Regions from separate parts of the Mus musculus genome. Here region 2 is linked to region 1. A link is a contact called in public Hi-C data. All regions are on one chromosome and are shown on one strand. Each heading gives the region's core, a stretch centred on a gene start, on an enhancer-like site or on the middle of the called end of the contact. The rest is flanking DNA. Distances are from core to core; before and after follow the strand shown. Region 1 has its middle 22 kb from the start of Gm33926. Region 2 overlaps Mef2a (myocyte enhancer factor 2A).

Region 1 (3,847 bases), core at 715-3,214:
AGGCGGCTCTCGGAGGAAACCAGCACAGTGACTCAGCTGCACTTCTGTGGGATGCAGTGTGCACTGCCTGAGAAAACAAATTCCTCCAGCAGGTTTATCTCCCTGGGGAGGAGACGGAATCAGAAATGTGTGGTGGCAGCGAGGGAGGCCCTGGGCTCCTCCCAAGCCAAGAACCTAGTGCAGGGTTGTCTGGGTCAGCCAGGCTAAGTAGGATGGAGGATGAAGTCTGGTGGGTACCACCCATGTACCACAAGCCAGATCTAACCATCCCATCATTAGGGGCCACAAGGAAGAGACAGCTCCTTTGGAAAACACCAAGGGGCATTGCTGAACAGTTAAAGCAAACATAGGCATTGGGTTTTTGGAAGCACGCTATGAAAATCTCCATGGCGACCTGCTGGGCTTTAAGCAGGAAGCCTCTTAGGCTTGACAACAAGTGGGAGGAAGAGGGCATAGTTCAGGCTCATGGGATGGTGGCTCCTGATGGTGTGTAACTTGCCCAGCCATTCCCTAGGGCCCTGAACACCAGGTCCCAATTCCCCATCTATATAGCAGCAATTAGACTCAAAGAAAGAGGGTAGGTTCCCATGCATAGCTTGGGTGTGTGGAAGAACCTGCCCCGGGGAGCAGCATGTCACCACTTAGGTAAATAGGACCAGGTAGGACCTGTTCTGGAAAGCCTCCGTCACACCTTAACGATGGCTACTGGGATCTACGTGTGGCTTTTCCTCTGCCTCTTCTTCTACCTCATTGGCTTCACTCCTGAAGCACCAGTATTGCCTAGGAGCATCTTAGAAATGCAGATCTTAAAACAGAACCTAAGGAAAAGGGTCTGACTGGTTCACAGCCCTCCTGCAGGATGAGATGCCTGCTGGCTTGGAAAGCATGCAAGCAGGTGGCTGTTGGCCTCATCAGAATCACCTCCGGAACTTGAAAGTGTGCTGATGCCTAAATGTTCAAGGAGATAAACACTAAGCAATGAGGACACATTCCATGGTTCCCCATTAATGTGTGTAAGTTTTAGATTTATATGTATTAATTTAAAATTTTAAGTGCGGGAAACTGGGTCTAACCCTCGGTAATCTGGGGTTCGCTGGCGGGGTTCAGGCTGTGCATCAGGATTTTCAACTGTCTCAGGGTAGAGTAAAATTTCTGGAGGGCTTGTCTTACGGTTGGTTCCCAATTAGAACCTGAAGGTCACCTCATAATGGGACGGCTGCCCATGACACTCCACAGTCTGCCCTTTCCTTGGCTAGGAAGAGTTTCTTGGGCTTTGGTGTACAACAGAACCAAGCTGGCTGTTGGGGGATATGGTAGTCCACACAGATTCCTGGAGTCTTCTGCAGGTAACCAAGTCAGCCATGGGGTAGGACCAGGAAATGCTTCTGTGTGCACCTGATTCTAGTTTCATCTCTGCCATATCCCCTGGCAAGTAATGTCATGGGGGGTCAGCTTGCTCATCCAGGGAGAACAGGGCAGACATAACACATTTCCGGACTGTCTCCCCATTGGCCTACAGTTGCCTTGTGCAGAAGAAGGCTTAGTCAAGGGGGTTTGTGCTGTAGCTGAGAGATCAGGATGTGGGTGAATGTACCACCCAGCTCCTAGCAGCTGGGGACAAGGGATATATGTCAGAGCCTAACTGTAGGGCTCGACCAGATAAAGAGCAGATTCCAACAAAAGCTGAGCGTACCCAAGAGGCTCTCTTCTGATGGACCCTACACCATACATCTTCAGTTTCTGTTCTTTGTCTCCTGAGCACACCCAGCTGCAGGCATTTAACCTGATAGAAGATTTGCTTCTTGCAGAAGGAGGTCAGGTGCGGGGGAGGCAGATGGAGCTGTGAGAGGGAGCACTGTGGAGCTGTGAGAGGGAGCACTGCGAACCTGGAGCTCCCCATTCTGCTGTCCCTAGCATCCATTCTGTCCTTAGTCACCAGATCCCTACCCCAGTCAGACTCAGCTTCTGCATTCGGGCAGGAAGTGGTGAGGAGACAGGGCGGTGACCATGTCTGGAACACCACACTTCCCCAGGCGCCCCGGCACCCGGCCACGTGCAGCTCACTGGTCAAATGGATTCTCTCCAAGTCCCAGCTTCCCCAAAGCCCAGCTGCTTGGAACACAACCCAGGTGGTGAGGCAGGCTCTGGGGCAAGAGTAGAGTGGGCTTTCTGCTGGCCACAGTGGACTGTGACAACTCTGGGCTGGCTCTCCTCCAACACTCCCATGGCCAGGTCACAGTGACCCTGCCCACAGGCTGTTAGAGGGCAGAATAGGCTTTCCACTCCAGAGTGTCCTGGATACAAAAAGCAGAGAACACATCCAAAAGCTGTGCCATCAGGAGCAGAGTCCCTGACCGGGAAGACTCATTCGAGCATCTTTGATGAGCCCTGTGGATGTAGCCCTGTGCTTGAAGGCCTCCTTTTCCATACTCTTCTCTGACTGTCCAATGAATCAAATTTGCATGGGGCTGTGGGTTAAAAGTCTAGTCTAAGTACCAAAACTGAAGCCTGCCTGTCTGGTCCCTCAGCTCTTATCTGTCTGACTTCCCCACGCCGATCACATCTGCAGCCTCACCTCTTCCAGTGGGTGTCCGTGTCTCCCTCCAGCAGTTTCTGGCTCCAGAGACTGACTGGAGCTCTGATCCAGCTCTTGTGGCCCAAATGCTCCCAAGCTCCGTGCTGGAGAATCAGGCAGGGCCTCCGTCATACCCTGGGCTGCAGGGTGTCTGACCTTGGGCAGGCAGCCTTCTGACCTTTCTTGGTCAGCGCTCCTAAACCTGTAATGAAGAGATAATGCTGCTGTCTCCACTCAGGCAGAGGCTGAGAAGGGGGGCTAACGAAGAGCCCAGCACTTGGCAGACCTAAGCAGCCCCAGAAATGCTTCATAATCAAAACGCCTTTCCCCTCTGTGGAAAACAGAGATGGAGGGAGAGCATAAAGGATGGAGCGAGGAGAATGGGGTCACAGCTTTGAGGGGAGGAGGGAAAGGACAGCATTCCTGAGTGCACAGCCCCTCTTTAGGCTTGTGACTTTCTTCATATGTGTCCCAAGGAGCCCATCACTCACTCAGCAGGTATGTGACCACAAGCCCTGTGCTACTTCATTTTGAAGCAGGGAACAAAGGTCAAAATGTCCCTGCCCCTGCGCATTGGTCAGCCGGCCGTCAGCTTCTCAGGGTGCTGGTTGAGAGGATACTGTGGGTGTGACCCCTTTCCCTTCGTTTAGGTTTAAAGAAATGAGACTCTGAGCAGGGATTATGGCTCACCCTGGACTCCTGAAGGAGGGGGTTTCTTCCTGGGGTGACCTGAATGCTCTCCCTGGGATCTTGACTTCAATCTTTGAAGAGGTACCTATCTCCCTCCCTCCCTCACTAAAGCCCTTCTCTGCACCACCCTGCCCCTTGTTGTCCTTTTTATGAGCCAAATATCAGGCCATAGGCTCTCAGGAATCAGGCTCCAAGTTTGCTGTCCCAGGAACTCGGAACCTTTATTTAGAAGGGTGGTGTCACGCCTTGTCATCGGTGGAGAAAGGTAGAGTGGGCAAACAGAGCCTGTGACAACTGACCGACCAGCCGACCGACCTATTGTATGCTCAGCTCACACAGTGCTCACCCCGGGGAGGAGGAGTCTGGAACTTTGATCTTCTAGAAAAGGCTCAAGAGGTGGGGGTCTGCTCATTGTCCTGCAGCCTCTCAGGGCTTTGTTCTCGCTGTGGCTTGTCCTTCCTGTGAGTGGCTGACCTCACTTGGGAGAGAGAACAGGCAGAACAAAACAGATGGACTGAGCTTCATACAGGGAGTGGTTTCCCCCTCACTGACAAGGCGAGGACAACAAATCACAGCAGAGGG
Region 2 (3,791 bases), core at 767-3,266, 200 kb before region 1:
AGCACACTAGTGCGCGCGTGCACACACACGCACACACACACACACACACACACACACACACACACACACATGCATACACCACACACATTTTAATTCTGTAGAACTTCTTGAATGAAACAGAACTATGTTTACTTGGTATACTATCTTGAGATTTACAAAGCAATTTCAGGCACACTTAGTAATATATAGTCAAATGATAAATTGATATATGAATTCTATAATTTTTAAAATTACATTTATTTGTAGGGGAGGGGCATGCCTGGAAATCAGAGGACAACTTGTATGGCTTGGTTCTTATCTTCTATCATGTGGAATCTGGGGATTGAACTCAGCCTATCAGATCTGGGGGCAAGCATGTTTACCTAATTAGCTAGTTTGCCAGTCTTGAATTTGAAAACTTAAAATTAGGGGGGTGGAGAGATAACTTGGTAGTTAAGAGTTAAGGTTGCTCTCCCAGAGGACCAGAGTTCAATGCTAAGCATACACATGGCAGCTCACAGCCACTTGTAACTACAGTTGTAAGGGATCCGGTGCCTTCTTCAGGCTTCTTGGGGTAACAGATAGTGCACAGACAGGCATGCAGGTAAAACACCCCCACACATAAAATAAATAATAAAAATGAAAAATTAAATCGTTACTATGCTTAGAAAGATGGTTAAAAGTTTGGGAAGATAAAGTTTTAAAGAAAATAGAGGCCTTACTATAATTATCTTCTTATAAACATTACTTTAAGAGTCAAAAATACTATTATAAAAATATTTGTGTAACAACTATGACAGAATCAACTCTGCAACCTCCTAACTACGATTCTCATAAGCTGGCACCTGAACACAGAAAGGCAGTGGCCTCTAAGAACGGCCGCATCTGCTCGGAAGGTGCACTTGGAAGATGACTAACTACACTGTCCCTGACAGTTCAACCAAGTCTCACATTTGCAAACATTTTAACACGTGACATAGCAATTCTATTTGTGTGTGACTTTATTTTGTTGTGGGGACTGTTATTTTCGTTAATTTTGTGAGGCTATTTCCTGTATTCTGCTTTCAATGTCTTGAAGCAGAATGTATTCCATCTGGGTTCAATCTCTTTTCCTGCATCTCCTGTAAGCTTCAAAGAGCAGTGTGGTTGTTGAGGGAAAAACATCAACTCTTCTCTCTAGATTATTCACTTATGGAGCAGAACAGAACTCAATGAAGAGCTAATCCAGATTTTGTTATCTGGAGGATAAAAAATATTTTACAAGTAACATATTCAAAGTTAGAAGAACTTAATAGACTTTTATACTGCAGAGCAATAAGGTTAACGAGGTTTCTGTTAATACATAATTGCAAGAATGTGTGTTCTGATTCTCCAATACTTGAAAGGCTATTCATGGACCCAAGCTAAAATCTAAAACAAAAAACACCCCCCCACACACACTATTTTAGTATTATTATTATTATTATTAGATTATGCAAATATGTAATTTAGATGCATATATCATTAAGAAGCATGAATGCATCTTTCCCATGTGAAATCTATAATGCATTTTATATGAGAGCATAGTAAACTACAAGAATCAAGTTACAAGAATGGAAGTGGGGTTAAAAGCACAGTATCTTAGTGTTCCACCAGGGCACCACAGCAGATAGTGAGTACAGGATGATGTAAGTGTCTGGCAACATGCCAGGCTGAAGCTAATCTCCAGTGCAAGCTTGCTATTCTCTTAGACTGTATGGGTGCGTGCCTCTCGGCTTGTTTAAGTTCTATAATGGGGACCCTGCACAGGATGATTTGTCTTTTTAATTGAATAAATTTAAGTTAGTATGATTATTGTTAAAAGTTGAATGGTAGCTTATCCTAACAAAAACACTCTTGAGTAAACCATATACCTATGCCTCCAGAAACTGAACAGGCCTCATCTTAATTACGGTCCTATTGATAGAAGGTATGTTGTTCCATTACATCAGTTCATCGCATAGTTCAGAATCTGAACCCTGTCATTTGAAGCAATGTATTTGAGTGGATGGCAAGTTTCTCCATGGCCTTAGGACTACTGCTCTTCTAGCACTAAACAGTAGGTGACTATTTCATTAATGGTTTACTATGAAGCCACTTTTGAAGTCCAGCTGTCAAACAAACTTCAGCAGACTCTATAAAAACCTCAAGCAAGATTCAAATTGGAAGTGGTAGCACACACCTTTAATTTTAGTACTTGGGAGGCAGAGGCAGGCAGAGCAGTTTGAGTTTGAGGCCAGCCTGGTCTACATAGTGAGCTTCAGGCCAGCCAGGGTTACACAGTGACAAATAACAAAACTGACATGCTCAACACACTATTCAATACATATGCAGGAATACATAGAAACATCATAAAATGTCATTTATATGAAGATATAAAACTTACTAAGATACAAAAAAAGATCATGATTTTGAAATAATCAATGACACATTCACTTAGTTTGATGACAATTCACACATAATGGACAATATGGATCATATCAGAAATATTGAATAAAAAACATTTGTGCCCTACTTTCAAAATCCAATCTTTCTTCATCTGTCCTGGGTAGACTGCACTAAAGATACAACTTTCTCCTCTGCCAGAGGCCTCATCAGTTCTCCTGCAATACGATGACTGAAGCATGCAAGTACAGATTTCTGCTTTATTTCCCTTAAACTTTAGTTCAAATTCAACTTCCAGGGGCTACTTTCTCCAGATAAATGCTGTCATCTCAAAATAATGTTTTAAATCTCTCTATCAATGTCACCCTCTGCCACTCCCATGTCCTCTTCATAGAACTGTCCATCTACCACTATGCGGCTCATTTGTCTTTTTAGCTTCCACTCCTCTGGCACAGGCAATCCCCAACCTTCACTTTCATGCAACATGAACAATTCCAGATTTTTCTTGAACTTTTCTATTTCTAGTCCAATATATTTTTCTTTCTCAACACATTTTTAAGAAAAGTAGGTAGAGGCTGGGGAGAAAGTACATGTATGCAAAACATACACACAATACACACAAACACACTATTCCCACCTAGCTAGCCCCACAATCCTTTTTAAGTGAAGGCGCTGAATATATCAATTGTTTTCCCAATCTTGACATTACAATATAGGCTAAAAGTTATATAAACATCTGAGCTATAATATAAGCGGAGTAACACATTTATACTCAGCAGTGAAGTGTTTATAGTAAACCGTAAACAAACAGACGGTCACCATGACAGAGCTATATAAATTATAGCATGTACAACTGCCAGTTTAAGTTTTCAATGACAGATGAAACAAAAAGTATCAAATCAGGGGGGAAAAAAAAAACTCACCAAAACAATTTATTATAATAAAAATTTTATGACTTTAGGGGTACTATCATTATTATGTCACATAAAATTTAAAACATAAAAGAAAGGGGGAAACATTATAACCCTAACTAATGGAATCCATTTGGGGTTCCTTATGTTTTTCTATATGCATATTTTCTGCATAGTTTTAAATCACAACAAAAAAAACCCCTCCTTTGAGATTTCCCTAATTTTTACGTTGCTGACTATGCCTATTTCATCCCATTTTTCACTGCAACAACGTTGGCATGACCCTTTACAGTTTTCTTTTACTTCCTTCTTTAAAGATTCATTTATCTTTCTGTGAATGTATGTCTTCCTTTACGTATGTCTGTATACCATATGGGCACTTGGTAACCTAGCCAGAAGCCAGAGGAAACCATCCAATCCTCTGGAACTGCAGTTATAGACAGACATGAGCCTCCACGTGGGTGCTGGGAACTGAATCCAGGTCCTGTGCAAGAGCAG

What was found. A called contact is a pair of places that touch in the nucleus more often than the background predicts.
Region 2: a Hi-C map of pre-megakaryocyte-erythroid progenitors shows a contact between it and region 1, with 3 times the contacts expected there. The contact joins two enhancer-like sites. A contact is called at or near these places in 1 of 484 Hi-C or Micro-C datasets (pre-megakaryocyte-erythroid progenitors), 1 of 115 datasets of contacts at active chromatin or transcription factors (microglia) and 2 of 9 other capture datasets (adipose tissue and liver).

What each region holds. Positions count from the first base shown.
Region 1 is chr7:67,460,042-67,463,888 of GRCm38.p6, forward strand. No RefSeq gene overlaps it. Among named protein-coding and RNA genes, the nearest start is that of Gm33926, 22 kb to the left of the region's middle. Within about 2 kb of position 1,965, at least 160 of the 459 cell types and tissues checked have an H3K27ac peak or open chromatin away from gene starts, as enhancers often do. A contact at or near this core is called in liver and pre-megakaryocyte-erythroid progenitors, where this site is marked.
Region 2 is chr7:67,258,380-67,262,170 of GRCm38.p6, forward strand. The region is part of intron 7 of Mef2a (myocyte enhancer factor 2A); the gene reads right to left. Among named protein-coding and RNA genes, the nearest start is that of Lysmd4, 38 kb to the left of the region's middle. Within about 2 kb of position 2,017, at least 42 of the 459 cell types and tissues checked have an H3K27ac peak or open chromatin away from gene starts, as enhancers often do. A contact at or near this core is called in liver and pre-megakaryocyte-erythroid progenitors, where this site is marked.